2 separate regions of the Sus scrofa genome follow, and region 1 is linked to region 2. Evidence: chromatin contacts called from public HiChIP or PLAC-seq data. All regions are on one chromosome and are shown on one strand. The core of a region is the stretch at or near the end of the contact, and the rest is flanking DNA. Distances in the headings are between cores, read along the strand shown. Region 1 overlaps FBXW11 (F-box/WD repeat-containing protein 11). Region 2 overlaps STK10 (serine/threonine-protein kinase 10).

Evidence for each region. HiChIP or PLAC-seq counts read pairs in DNA pulled down with a chosen protein or histone mark.
Region 1: an H3K27ac HiChIP or PLAC-seq map of alveolar macrophages shows a contact between it and region 2. The contact joins two enhancer-like sites. A contact is called at or near these places in 2 of 5 promoter capture datasets (fetal liver and liver), 35 of 47 Hi-C or Micro-C datasets (adipocytes, adipose tissue, alveolar macrophages and 18 more) and 2 of 2 datasets of contacts at active chromatin or transcription factors (alveolar macrophages and skeletal muscle).

Annotation. Positions count from the first base shown.
Region 1 is chr16:52,276,140-52,282,063 of Sscrofa11.1, reverse strand. The region is part of intron 2 of FBXW11 (F-box/WD repeat-containing protein 11); the gene reads right to left. Among named protein-coding and RNA genes, the nearest start is that of FBXW11, 67 kb to the right of the region's middle. Within about 2 kb of position 1,698, at least 8 of the 83 cell types and tissues checked have an H3K27ac peak or open chromatin away from gene starts, as enhancers often do. A contact at or near this core is called in alveolar macrophages and liver, where this site is marked.
Region 2 is chr16:52,138,006-52,144,077 of Sscrofa11.1, reverse strand. It overlaps STK10 (serine/threonine-protein kinase 10), which reads right to left. Exons shown (of 19, transcript XM_021077114.1): 19 at 3,700-6,072. Among named protein-coding and RNA genes, the nearest start is that of FBXW11, 71 kb to the left of the region's middle. Within about 2 kb of position 1,532, at least 32 of the 83 cell types and tissues checked have an H3K27ac peak or open chromatin away from gene starts, as enhancers often do. A contact at or near this core is called in alveolar macrophages and liver, where this site is marked.

The DNA.
Region 1 (5,924 bases), core at 449-2,948, 140 kb before region 2:
TTATCTCCAATTGCATATTTTTAACAAAAAAAAAAGCTGGTCTGTGATTATCAGGATCTGTGACAAACAGGATCTGGCTAGAACTTCATTCAAGTTCTTGTTTTTATGGTATTTACTTTTATAGTAACCTTTCTCACTCAGTAAGTACCATTGTTTCCCAGTCATGCAGTGATAGTTCCCTTTTCTGATTTTTGTTAAGAAAGCAGATTTTTAAAATATGTGAAACAGAACAAAAGAACGAGTGGTAGGCAAATATGTCAAAACTGTGAAGGCCACATTCACCTGTCTCAAATTGGTGAAATACTATCTTAGAAGAACAGGGACATGAAAAAGTCTAAACTATATTAAATGGGGAAAAAAGCAGACCAAAATATGTCTACCTCATCCCATCTTTACAAACAAAATTTTATCAATTTATCTAGAAAAGAAACCAGAAAAGTGTTAAAAATGCTAACAATACTTTATCTCTGTAATTTTTATTTTCTTTTTGTTTGCATAACCTATCTAAATTTTTCTTAAAGAAGACACAACTCTTTTCAATAATGCTAGTGATTTCTTAAAATGAAACTTAAAGTAAAACAGCCTCGCCAAGGCCCCAGATATGTATGTTCTAGTTTAAAGAAACAGAAACTAGTCATTGAAACTTTCAGCAGAAGTCAGATCCTGCTGCATGTCATTCAACCTCTCTGTGTCTGTTTCCTGATCTATAAAACTAAAGTAAAAACAGGGTCTCCCTGACAGAGCGAGAAAATTTAAGAAGATAATCCTAGCACTTAATATGGGCTCCTTTAGTCAAACTGAACCTCCACAGGACAGAGATGTTTGATTGTTTTATTCAGTCTGTATTCTTAGCACTTAGAATAATTCCTGACACACTACTAAGTATAATAAATATGTTGATAATTAATATTAGCTACAGTTATTATAATCTTCCTATTAATTGTAACGACTAAAATGGTAATTTTGTTTCTGCCTTACTCCTTTTTGCATATTTTCCAAATTGTCTACAATGAGCAAGGATTCAAAATGTAGGGGAGGAGTTCCCGTCGTGCCGCAGTGGTTAACGAATCCGACTAGGAACCGTGAGGTTGCGGGTTTGGTCCCTGCCCTTGCTCAGTGGGTTAAGGATCTGGCGTTGCCATGAGCTGTGGTGTAGGTTGCGGACACGGCTCAGATCCTGCGTTGCTGTGGCTCTGGCGTAGGTTGGTGGCTACAGCTCCGATTGGACCCCTAGCCTGGGAACCTCCATATGCCGCAGGAGCGGTTCAAGAAATAGCAAAAAAAATGTAGGGGAGAAAAGCAAGCAACACCATTTCTGATCCTCACTGAAAGTAGCAAGAAATTAAAAAAAACCTATTTTCAGAAAGGCAGTCACCCGTATCGCCTCCAAAGTATTCATTTACCTAGATTAAAAAAAAAGAAGAACACCTCATTCTCACTTGACTGTTTAAAAAGGTCCAAAAGAAGCACAGATACAAGTCTGCTGGAGTCTCCCTGAGAAAGTAGACAAGGGCTGGTAGAATGTGCACTTCGATGCTTCCTGGGGTTTAACACTCTGAAGAGAACTTTACAAGTGAAACTTACAGGATGTTTCATAATCACTAAAGGACGCCAGAAAAAGAAGATGCTTTAGAAGCAGTACAGAAGGATGGGCAAAGGACACTAAGTTATCAGGAAGGGCACCATGGAGGGAATCAGTCCCTGACGTGTAAACGAGGAGGCTTTTAGAGCCAGGAATCCCCAGTGCAGATCACAGGCTGTGTGACTTCCGGTAAGTCACTTGACCTTTCTCTCAGATTTGATTTCCGATTTTATGGGACAGGGATAATGCCGCCTGCGTTGCAGGAATAGAAATAACATGTGCAAAGTACCTACAACATAATATTGCTCAGAGGGGGGAAAATAACAAACAAAAAACATTTTTTTACCCTTTGGCTTCTACTATATATCATTTTAAAGGAACCATGAAAGTATTGATCAATGACATCAAGCAAAGCGAGAGAAATACCGTGCCACATCACAATCATTTCTCATATTACTGTGTTCAAGGGTAACTTGGCAGACTCAGCAAAGACTTCAAACAAAATCAACCCAAGAAATTAAAAAGCAATGAATTATATTTATAATACGGTTGCTACCACTTACAGAACACATGTTAGAGATTATATCACTTAATGAAATCTGGGGAAAGAAAACCAAAGCCATCAAAAATTTAAGAGTAAGAGATGATGAATTTAATACAATATCAACCAAAATTCCGGCAGGCTTTATGCCCACCCCCCCCCCGCCCTCCAATTTGAGCGGATTTTAAAATTTGTCTGGAAATATAAAAAGCTACCGCAAACTGGAAGAACTAAGAGAATTTACATTATGAAATATCAAGATCCTTCACGTAGCTACTGTAACAAAAAGAGTGTTACATAGGAATAAAGGTAGACAAATTAATCAACAAAACAAAGTAGCATCCAAACTCAGATGTATACATATTGAGTTCTCTTGATTGAACACTAAAGCAACAAACACTTCCGCCCAGTGGAGAAAAAATAGTCTTTTCAGTAAAAGACTTTATCAACTGGATATTCTTCTATTGAGCCCCACCCTCTCATCAAGAGCAGGGGGGAGGGAGGAATCTATTCGAGGTAGACTGCAGATCTAAATGTAAAAAGTAAGCTTTTAGAAGAAACCACAGAACATCTTCATGACCTTGGAATAGGTCAAGCTTTCTTAAATTGGACAAAGCAACTGCTAATCAGGAAAGAAAAATCTGATAAATTGGATTATAATGAAGATTTCTGTTCATTGAAAGTGTCATTAAAAGACCAAATAGGAGTTTAAAATGTTCTAAAACTGATTTATGGTGATGGTGCAACATTGAACTGCATACTTGAAAAGGATGAATTTTATACGCAAAATACATCTTTTAAAGGAATTAAATTTAAAAGAAAAAAAAAGAGGCAACCCATGAGAGAAGACTGGCAATCACTCAGAACATTAAAAAAACAAAAATCAGGGGGTTTCCGTTGTGGCTCAGTGGTAACAAACCCAACTAGTATCCTGAGGATGAGGGTTCAATCCCTGGCCTTGCTCAGGGTGTTAATGATCTGGTGTTGCCATGAGCTATGGTGTAGGTCACAGATGCAGCTCGGATCTGGCATTGCTGTGGCTGTGGCGTAGGCCAGCAAATGCAGCTCCAATTTGACCTCTAGCCGGGGAATCTCTATATGCCACCCCCCTTACTTCAAATCAATAAAGAGAGCAAACACGTACAGCTACCAAAAAAGGTGGGGGGTGAAACACTTATACAGGCATTTCACAAAAGAAAATATCCAAATTAAGTTAAAAAGCAACAACTACAACAAACCAGGAGTTCCTGTTGTAGCTCAGTGGGTTAAGGGTCGGGCATTGCCACAAGCTGCAGATATACTAATGGCCAAAAAGCTTATGAAAAAATACTGAACATCACTAATCATTAGGGAAATGCAACTCAAAATCACTAAGAAATATTATCTCATACCTATCAGAATGACTACTATCAACAGAAAATAACAAATGCTGACAAGGAGAAACAAGAACCCTTCTAACATTGCTGATGGGAATGTAAAATGGTGTAGCTGCTATGGAAAACTTAAAATTAAAAACAGAATCACCACATGGTCGAGCGAGACCACTTCTGAGTATATATCCACAGGAATTAAAAGAAAGGTATCAAAGAAATATTTATACACTTATTTTCATATAACAGCATTATTCACATAAGCCAAAAGGTAGAAACAACCCAAGTGTCCACTGAAGGATAACATGCTAAACAAAATATGATATAAACATGCAATGGAATATTATTCAGCTTTAAAAAGAAAGGAAATTCTTCTACATGCTATTACATGGACCTTGTATGGTACTATGCTAAGTGAAATAAATCACTTATAAAAAGACAAATACTATAAGATTCTGCCACTTTTGTGAAGTGTCTAGAGTAGTCAAATTCATAGAAACAGAAAGTAGAATGGTTGTTCCGGTTCTGCCAGGGGAAATGAGAAGTGGTTGTTTCATGAATAGGAAAAAGTTCTCAACATTGGTTGCACAACAATGTATAATGTTACCAAACTGTGCACTTTAAAATAGTTAAAATAGTAAAATGTATACTGGGTGTATTTTACCACAATTTAAAAAAAATCTTTTAAATTGTTGACAGAAAATGACTTTACCAGTTTTGAGATATAACCAACATACAGCATTGCATAAGTGTAAGGTGTATAATAGCATAATGACTGGACTTACAGAAAACACGAAATGATTATACAGTATAGTGAAAATGCATCACCTCATACAGACACAAAAGAAAAAAAAAAGATATAACACACAGCAGTCCTAATTATGTTATTCATGTTGTAATTACCTTCATAGTAACTTACTTATTTATAACTGGAAGCTTGTACCTTTTGACCACTTTCATCTAATTCCTCCTCTCTGCACACTCTGCCTTTGTAGAAATAAAATGTAAGACGACAAAAGCACCAAAGATGGGAGGAAGGAAGTGGAAGTATATAAATCTAAGGTCTTTCTTCCACATGTGTGAAGCAGTATCTTATCAGTTCAAGACAGGCTGTGACAAGTTAAAGGCATGAATTGTAAACCCTACAAAAACCACATGAAAAAAAATTAAGCAAACAAAGTTTAACTAATAAGCCAATAGTAAAGATGAAAATGGAATCACTTAAAAATTATATTAATCAAAAAGGAGGAAAAAGGCAATGAAGAGCAGACAGGACGTGGAGTTCCCCTGTGGTGCAGCAGATTAAGGATCAGCAATGTCACTGCAGTGGCTTGGGTCACTGCTGTGGGGTGAAAGTTCAATTCCTGACCCAGAACTTCTACATGCCGTAGGGGTAGCAAAAGAATGAGCAAATGGGACAAAGAGAAAACAAATCACAACAGGGTAAATTTAAAACCAAGAATCTTAATAATTAGTTAAATGTAAATGGTCAAAATACCTCAACTAAAAGACAGAGATGGTAAAAGTGGAAAACAGTATGTTATCTACAAGAAACTTTTAAACACCAAGCCCTACTGCTTAAACATAAAGGACAGAAAAAGAGGAGTTCCCGTCGTGGCACAGTGGTTAACGAATCCGACTAGGAACCATGAGGTTGCGGGTTCGGTCCCTGCCCTTGCTCAGTGGGTTAATGATCCGGCGTTGCCGTGAGCTGTGGTGTAGGTTGCAGACGCGGCTCGGATCCTGTGTTGCTGTGCCTCTGGCGTAGGCCGGTGGCTACAGCTCCGATTCAACCCCTAGCCTGGGAACCTCCATATGCCGTGGGATCAGCCCAAGAAATAGCAACAACAACAACAACAACAAAAGACAAAAAAAAAAAAAAAAGGACAGAAAAAGAGATACAACATCGAATGACTAAAAAAGGATATTTAGAGAGGTTACATAAATATTGGACAAAGTAGAGATCAGAACAAGGAATGTAAGATGGGGTAAAGTGAGATATTTTCATAATTTTTTTTCTGCTTTTTAGGGCTGCACCTGCAGCATATGGAAATTCCCAGGCTAGAGGTCAAAGTAGAGCTGCAGCTGCTGGCCTATGCCACAGCAACATGGGATCGGAGCCACATCTGTGACCTACACCACAGCTCATGGCAACACTTGATCCCCAACCCATTAATCAAGGCCAGGGATGGAACCCGCATCTTCACGGATACTAGTTGGGTTTGTTACTGCTGAGCCATGATAGGAATTCCAGGTATTTTCATAATTATAACAGGATCAATTTATCACAACGATATAACAATCCTAAATGCCCTTGGCTAACAAGAGTCTCTCTCTCTCTTTTTTTTTTTTTTTGGACTGTGCCTGTAGCATGTGGATGTTTACTGGGCTAGGGACTGAACAGTGCTGCACCACAGCGGCCACCCAGGCT
Region 2 (6,072 bases), core at 283-2,782:
TTGGTAAGAAAAAGGTTTTGCACCTTTTTTTAAAGCCTCATCCGGAGTGAGAAGACATGGCCAAGTAGAGGTAGGAAGGATAAAGCTTCAAACTGATATAAATGGTTGATGAAGGCTTCTGACATGTCCGCTGTTACGCCTGAACACTGAGTATTTCACGTCAGTTATTTTTGTTTTATGTCTAGACTTTTTACTTTTTTTTTTCTTCAATGAAAGCTTTCTTGAGATATTCACATACCACAAAATTCACCCTTTTAAATAAGTATCCAGGCATATCTAGGTAATTTTGTGAGTTCAGTTTTCAGACCACTGCAATAAAGTATGATAGTAATGTGAGTCATATGATGTTTACGGCTTCCCAGTGCAAATACAAGTTATGTTTACACTATACTGTCATCTGCTAAGTGTGCAATAGCATTATGTCTCAAAATGCTTTTAATTAAGCTGTAATTTAAAATACTTTCTTGGTGAAAATGCAAAAACAATTACAGTAGTAACATCTGAGATCATTGATCTCAGATCCCTGAATATAATAATAATGAAATTTTATGAAATATTGTGAGAATTACCCAAATGTGACACAGAGACAGGAGGTGAGCAAAATGCTGTAGGAAGGATGGCTCCGATAGACTTGGTCTGTGCGGGGCTGCCACAGACCTTCAGGTTGTGAAAAACACGGTGTCTGCAAAACGCAGTAAAACAGGGTATGCCTGTACAATCAGTGGGATTTTTTTTTTTCTTTTCGTATATTCAGAGTTATGCAACCATTTCTGCTACCTACTTTTAGAACACTTAGTTCCTTTTTAAACTTTTGTTTTTAGCTCTCTGCTGACAATTTCAAATCACATTCTTTCTCTCTCCTCAAACATAGTAAGCATTGTGGTTTATGCTCCGATTACTCCAGTAACTCACATGCCTGTTGGTCTGCTGCTGATGTTCATTGCTTCTGCCAGCTTTAGCTTTAGTCATTTCCTGTGCGCCTAGTTACTTTTTAATTGTGTGCTAGATGGGGTTTTTTGTAAAATTGTTTTCAAAGGGCACCTGTGAGCACTAGCAATCCTGCATCACCCCAGGCCAGTTTTTAGGGGTTGTAATTATTTGAAGAGAACTGCAGACCCCATGAGGCCTGTCCCCATCAGGCTCAGTGTTATTCATGGGTATAGCCTTTCAGGCCTCTGCAACGGGAAAGTTTTCATTTGGGTCCCTTCCACCCTGCCCTTATGAGGCCCTGGCCTCTAATCCTTGTGTTCTTAGGAGGCCCTAGGAGGTTTTCAGAAGCTCAGACACACACGTTTCTGTTACCCACTCTGGGATCATCAAATGCTCCCAGGGTAAAACACCAGCATCGTCTCTCTGGCTCTCCGTCCTTGCGTGAATCTTGGCCTGATAGTTCTTCACTATCTTGTATGCCTGCAAGTAGATGTATTTAGTATTTTTGTCCAGATTTTCTAATTGTCCTCAGTGTGAGGACTGATCCGGATAACCTAATCTGCCATCACTGAAAATGAAAGTTCTTTCAGTTTCGTTTTTAACTGAAGACATACTTGTTAGCCAGACCTAGTGAACCTACCTCTGGTAGCACAGTGAGTTCATATACATCCAGACTACAGCCCCCAGACCCCCACTGCTCCCTTCATAGAACCTTTATGGCATAGGGAGCTCAGACTGGGTATCTCAGTGCTGCAGCCTGATGGGTTCTGGGTGCTAAGGGGTTAGCTAAGGCCTTACCCCTGCCTTCATGAAGCCTGCAGTCTGCCCTTTCTTTCCTAAAGCGTCCAACCTTTATGGGCCATTGTTCCCATTCAAAAGCGTCTCTGTCCTCAGCTGCTCTCTTAAATTGCTATAATTTGTCATGATTTCAACTTTCCTTCCTCTGAGTAAACTCTTTCCCAGCCTTCTTACTGTTCTTGCAGCAATAAAGGTCAGTCTGAACCCAGCATTCAGGTCTCACCCTGTCCTTCTCTCAACCTCATGGCCCATAAAACACTCACCCTCAACCATTGCCCCATCTCTGAATGCATGTGGTTTGGCACATACTGCTTTGTCCTCCTAGACTTAGCATCACCTCCACTGAGAAGTCTTCCCTGATTCTCCCAGGCTACGTCAGCCTGAATTGATATTCTGCTTCTCCAGGTCTGTTTCCTTAGTGGGACAAACATTTTGAAGCCAGTGTCAATGTTTTTATTTCATCATCTCTAGCACTTGGTACTTAAGAGGTGTCAGTAAATATGGAATGATCTCATTTCCCAAGTCCCACCCGTTCCCTAATTCATGGTCTTTTCTGCCAGTCTCATGAATCTTTCTCCCCAGGCACCTCCATCATTTTTCTAGCCCTTAATGGAAGGCATGCCAGCTGCTTATTTGCCTCCATCACCCCCAGACACAGGGAGTTCAGTGGGGCGCTGTAATTGTGGGGCGCCACCTGCTGGTGGGAAGGTTTCTTGGACAGTGATTCAGGACTGCAGATAGAAGGGGTCCTTAACCTTAAGGTGTTCTTTGTAGATCCACTTCTCAGAATAACATTTTCAGATGCACAGGATAAAGCGCATAGATCACAAGTAAAACTTTGGAGTTCCCATCGTAGCTCAGTGGTTAACAAACCCAGCTAGTGTCCATGAGGACACGGGTCTGATCCCTGGCCTTGCTCATTGGGTTTAAGGATCTGTGGTGTAAGCTGGCAGCTGCAGCTCTGATTTGACCCCTAGCCTGGGAACCTCCATGTGCCACGGGTGTGGCCCTAAAAAGACAAAAAACAAAACAAAACAAGATTACAAGTAAAACCAGTAATAATGAAATAGAGGTATCAAAATATTAGAAAAATTGTATTTTATTTAGATGTAATATATGTTATATATATATTGCTCATTAAATAACAAGATCTGGCAATAGGTTCAATAACTACTATAATTTCAAAATAATGAACGAAAATGATAATTGGGAGATGTCTGCAATAGCTGTAATGTGAGATGAAATCTCTGTGATTTGTACTGCTGATAACATTAGAGTTTGGTGCCTGTGCGCATAAAGGAAATGCTGATTTTCACTTAGAGGTTGGTGAAACTAAAGACCAAATCTTTCCCATCCATATACAAAGAGTCCCTGAGTACCCATGGATCTCGTGTGTGTGTGTATGTGTGTGTGTGAAGAAGGACCCTGGACTGCAGGTTAAGAACCCCGGAATGGGGTTTTAGATGTATGGTTGAAACGTTTAAATATGGCAGAGATGGTAGCTAGGGGTTAAGTGTGTGTGTGTGACTCTTGCTGAGTGTATGGGGCACAGTTGGCAGGAGAGAAGTCGGGGAGAGAGTCCACCTTCGAATCCCATAGGAATCACCTGGCAGTGTTGCCAGCCTTGGCCTGACTCTCCCCTTACCAGTGTCTGTTCCCTCATTTATAAAACAGGAATGCCAGTGTCTTCCTTATGCGTGTTGTTGAAAGGATTCAATAAGCTAACATGTAAAAACCCTTGGGAGTCAAATGTTTTTGTTAAGTGAGAATGATTCTAAATGTAGAAAACGCACACACACACACCAAACCAAGCATAACCTCTTTCAGTATAGAAACCCCAGAGTCCGACCGGCTCTACAACCTGGGAGGCCCCAGTGTACTCAGCAGAGAGTAACCCGTTTCTTATCCAGCAGATGTAGGTAAAATCTTCCCTGCCTTTCCCAGCTCAATACAAAAGAACAAGCTCAGATGCAAAGTTTCTCACCTTGTTATTTTATTAGAAGCATATTTACATTCTTGCAGTTAACTTTGCAGAGAAGATTTTACAAAAATTCTGTATAAAATTTGGAAACTACGTAAAAATAACTTCTGTCCTTCATAAAGGGGAAAATATAAGTTAGTTACATTTACTCTGCTAAAAAATGACTGAAAATGAGAAACAGTTTCGCCTGTCCCTTCCAGAGAAAACATGAGCACAGAGCACAGGGAATACTGCATGGGCTTTCTCAGTGATGGGCTCTGCACGCCGGCTCCATTGTGAGTGAGGCTGGGAGACCCAACCAAACCCCAACCAGAAAGGACAGGGGAGCTGGTAGGGCTTGGGCAGCACTGAGCAGGAAGCAGCAACTCCCTGAATGAGATTCCAAAGTGAAAGACAAACCAAATAAGGGAATGATCAAAGACTTCCCCTTGAACCATGAAATAGGCATTTCATCTAATACTCATTCTCACACTCCAGGCTACAAAGGCAGGACTGTATTTTAAAGCCCATCAGCCCTGTCATTGGTCAATGCCTGACCATCCACCAATGCTGGCCCTGCCTGGTGGACCTGGGTCTGTGTTCTGCAGTTACACTGCTGCTATTCCCTTTTTCCCAGCACCTGTGCACCAGAGAGACTCACAGGGGATCATTATTTCCCTTGTCTCATTTGTGTGAGACCTGAAAATTGTTGCTCCTGAGGCAGGCAAAGCTGAGTGCTCCCTAAGCCACAGGGACCAACACCTTCCCGCGCTGATACTTCCCAGACTATCTTTACTGCATCTGTAAGAAGTAGGAGCCCCAAGTCCCTTTTCCTGTTAAATGGCTAACCTCCCATCCCAAGATGCAGTTACCACCAGTGCTCAGAAAACTCCAGGGAATTGCCTTAGAAAGATAAAGCATCAGACCTTAACCTATAGGAGTGAAGAAAGAAAGTCCTCCCACAGTGCGTCAGCCACCTCATCACCAGCAAAGTAGCACCCAGACTCAGTACACCTATTTCATTCCTTAAAATCACCTGCAGTTTTCTGCTTTGTTTGTTTGTTTTTTAAAGCAGGTATCTTCCCAAAGAAGACATAAAGGTGAAAAAAAGTTTTCTTTGTAAGTAAACCGAATGCCGGTTTGAGCTTCTGCTTTTATTGGGTTATCAACACTCTGCAGCCTGTCGGGATCAGAATCCGTGGGAAGCCAGATGAGTCACTCAGAGGCCCCGGATTCCATCTGAGATGCAGAAGCTTTGTGTCTGCCAGGTTCCTGGAGGCAGGAAGCACTACGTTTTCTCCATGATGCCTTTTCTCCCTGAACAGAAGTCCCAGTGACTGCCAGCCTCCGTCTGAAGCGTAAGGCCAGACTCTGAATTAGGCGGGACACAAGGCAGAGAGCAGCAGCCTGCCCCTGTCACCTGCAGACAGGATGGGCAAGTGTGCGACAGAATGACTGGGTTGCGAAAGTCTTGTGGGGTGAGGAATTTACCCCAGAACACAGGATCTGTGTGGGGCCAAAAGGAATTGCAGGCTGGCGGTTCAGCCTGTGCTGTCTGTGCCTCTGGTGCCAACACCAGCACACCCCAGTACCAACGGCTCTACCTAACATGCTCCGGGGCACGGGTCCAGGCAGCAAACATGCTCTAATCCACCTGGCACAGGAGGCCCAGGGTGGTAGCAAGCCTGGGTAGGTGCTGGGGGCCAAACTGTGTGTGTGTGTGTGTCTGTGTGTGCATGCGTGCATGGCGGGGGTGGGTACAGATGGCATGGGACACCTGAGATCAGCAGAATGGGTGGTTCAGGCTCTCCCCATCCCACCACTGTAGACGTTGTCTCAAGAGGAAAGCAGATTGGAGGTATGAGCGCACTCCCTGAGCAGCTGGCTACAGACCAGGCTCCACTGGGAACCACAGTGGTTGTTAGGAGCCGTGGTTCTTGTCTGACACCGCAGGGAGTGGCTAAAAACCACCAAGAATTATAACATGGATGAACCCATGGTGACTTCAGTAGCACTTTGTACCCACAGACAGCAAAACTGGTGTTTTGGCAAACAGAAGGGGCCCCGAGGCCACAAAGCACCTAGTCCTGCTCCCCGGCCCCACCAACAGCCCAGATCACTGACAGCTTGACGGGACCTGAGAGTCAGAATATACATTAGGATCAGGCAGCACATCCCCAAACCTCACCCTCCACCCTGAGCAAGAAGTCAGGAACACTGGATGGGTCTGTCGGGCACAGCTGGGGTGGCACAGGGCCTGGGGCTGGATTCAAGCTGGCATGGAAGCAAGAGGGAAGGGGGTCCTGAGTTACTTGTTCACAGAGAATGGGAGGGCCCCAGAGGTCCGCCAGCCCGCCCGCCCGCCCGCCACAGCCCCGGGCGAC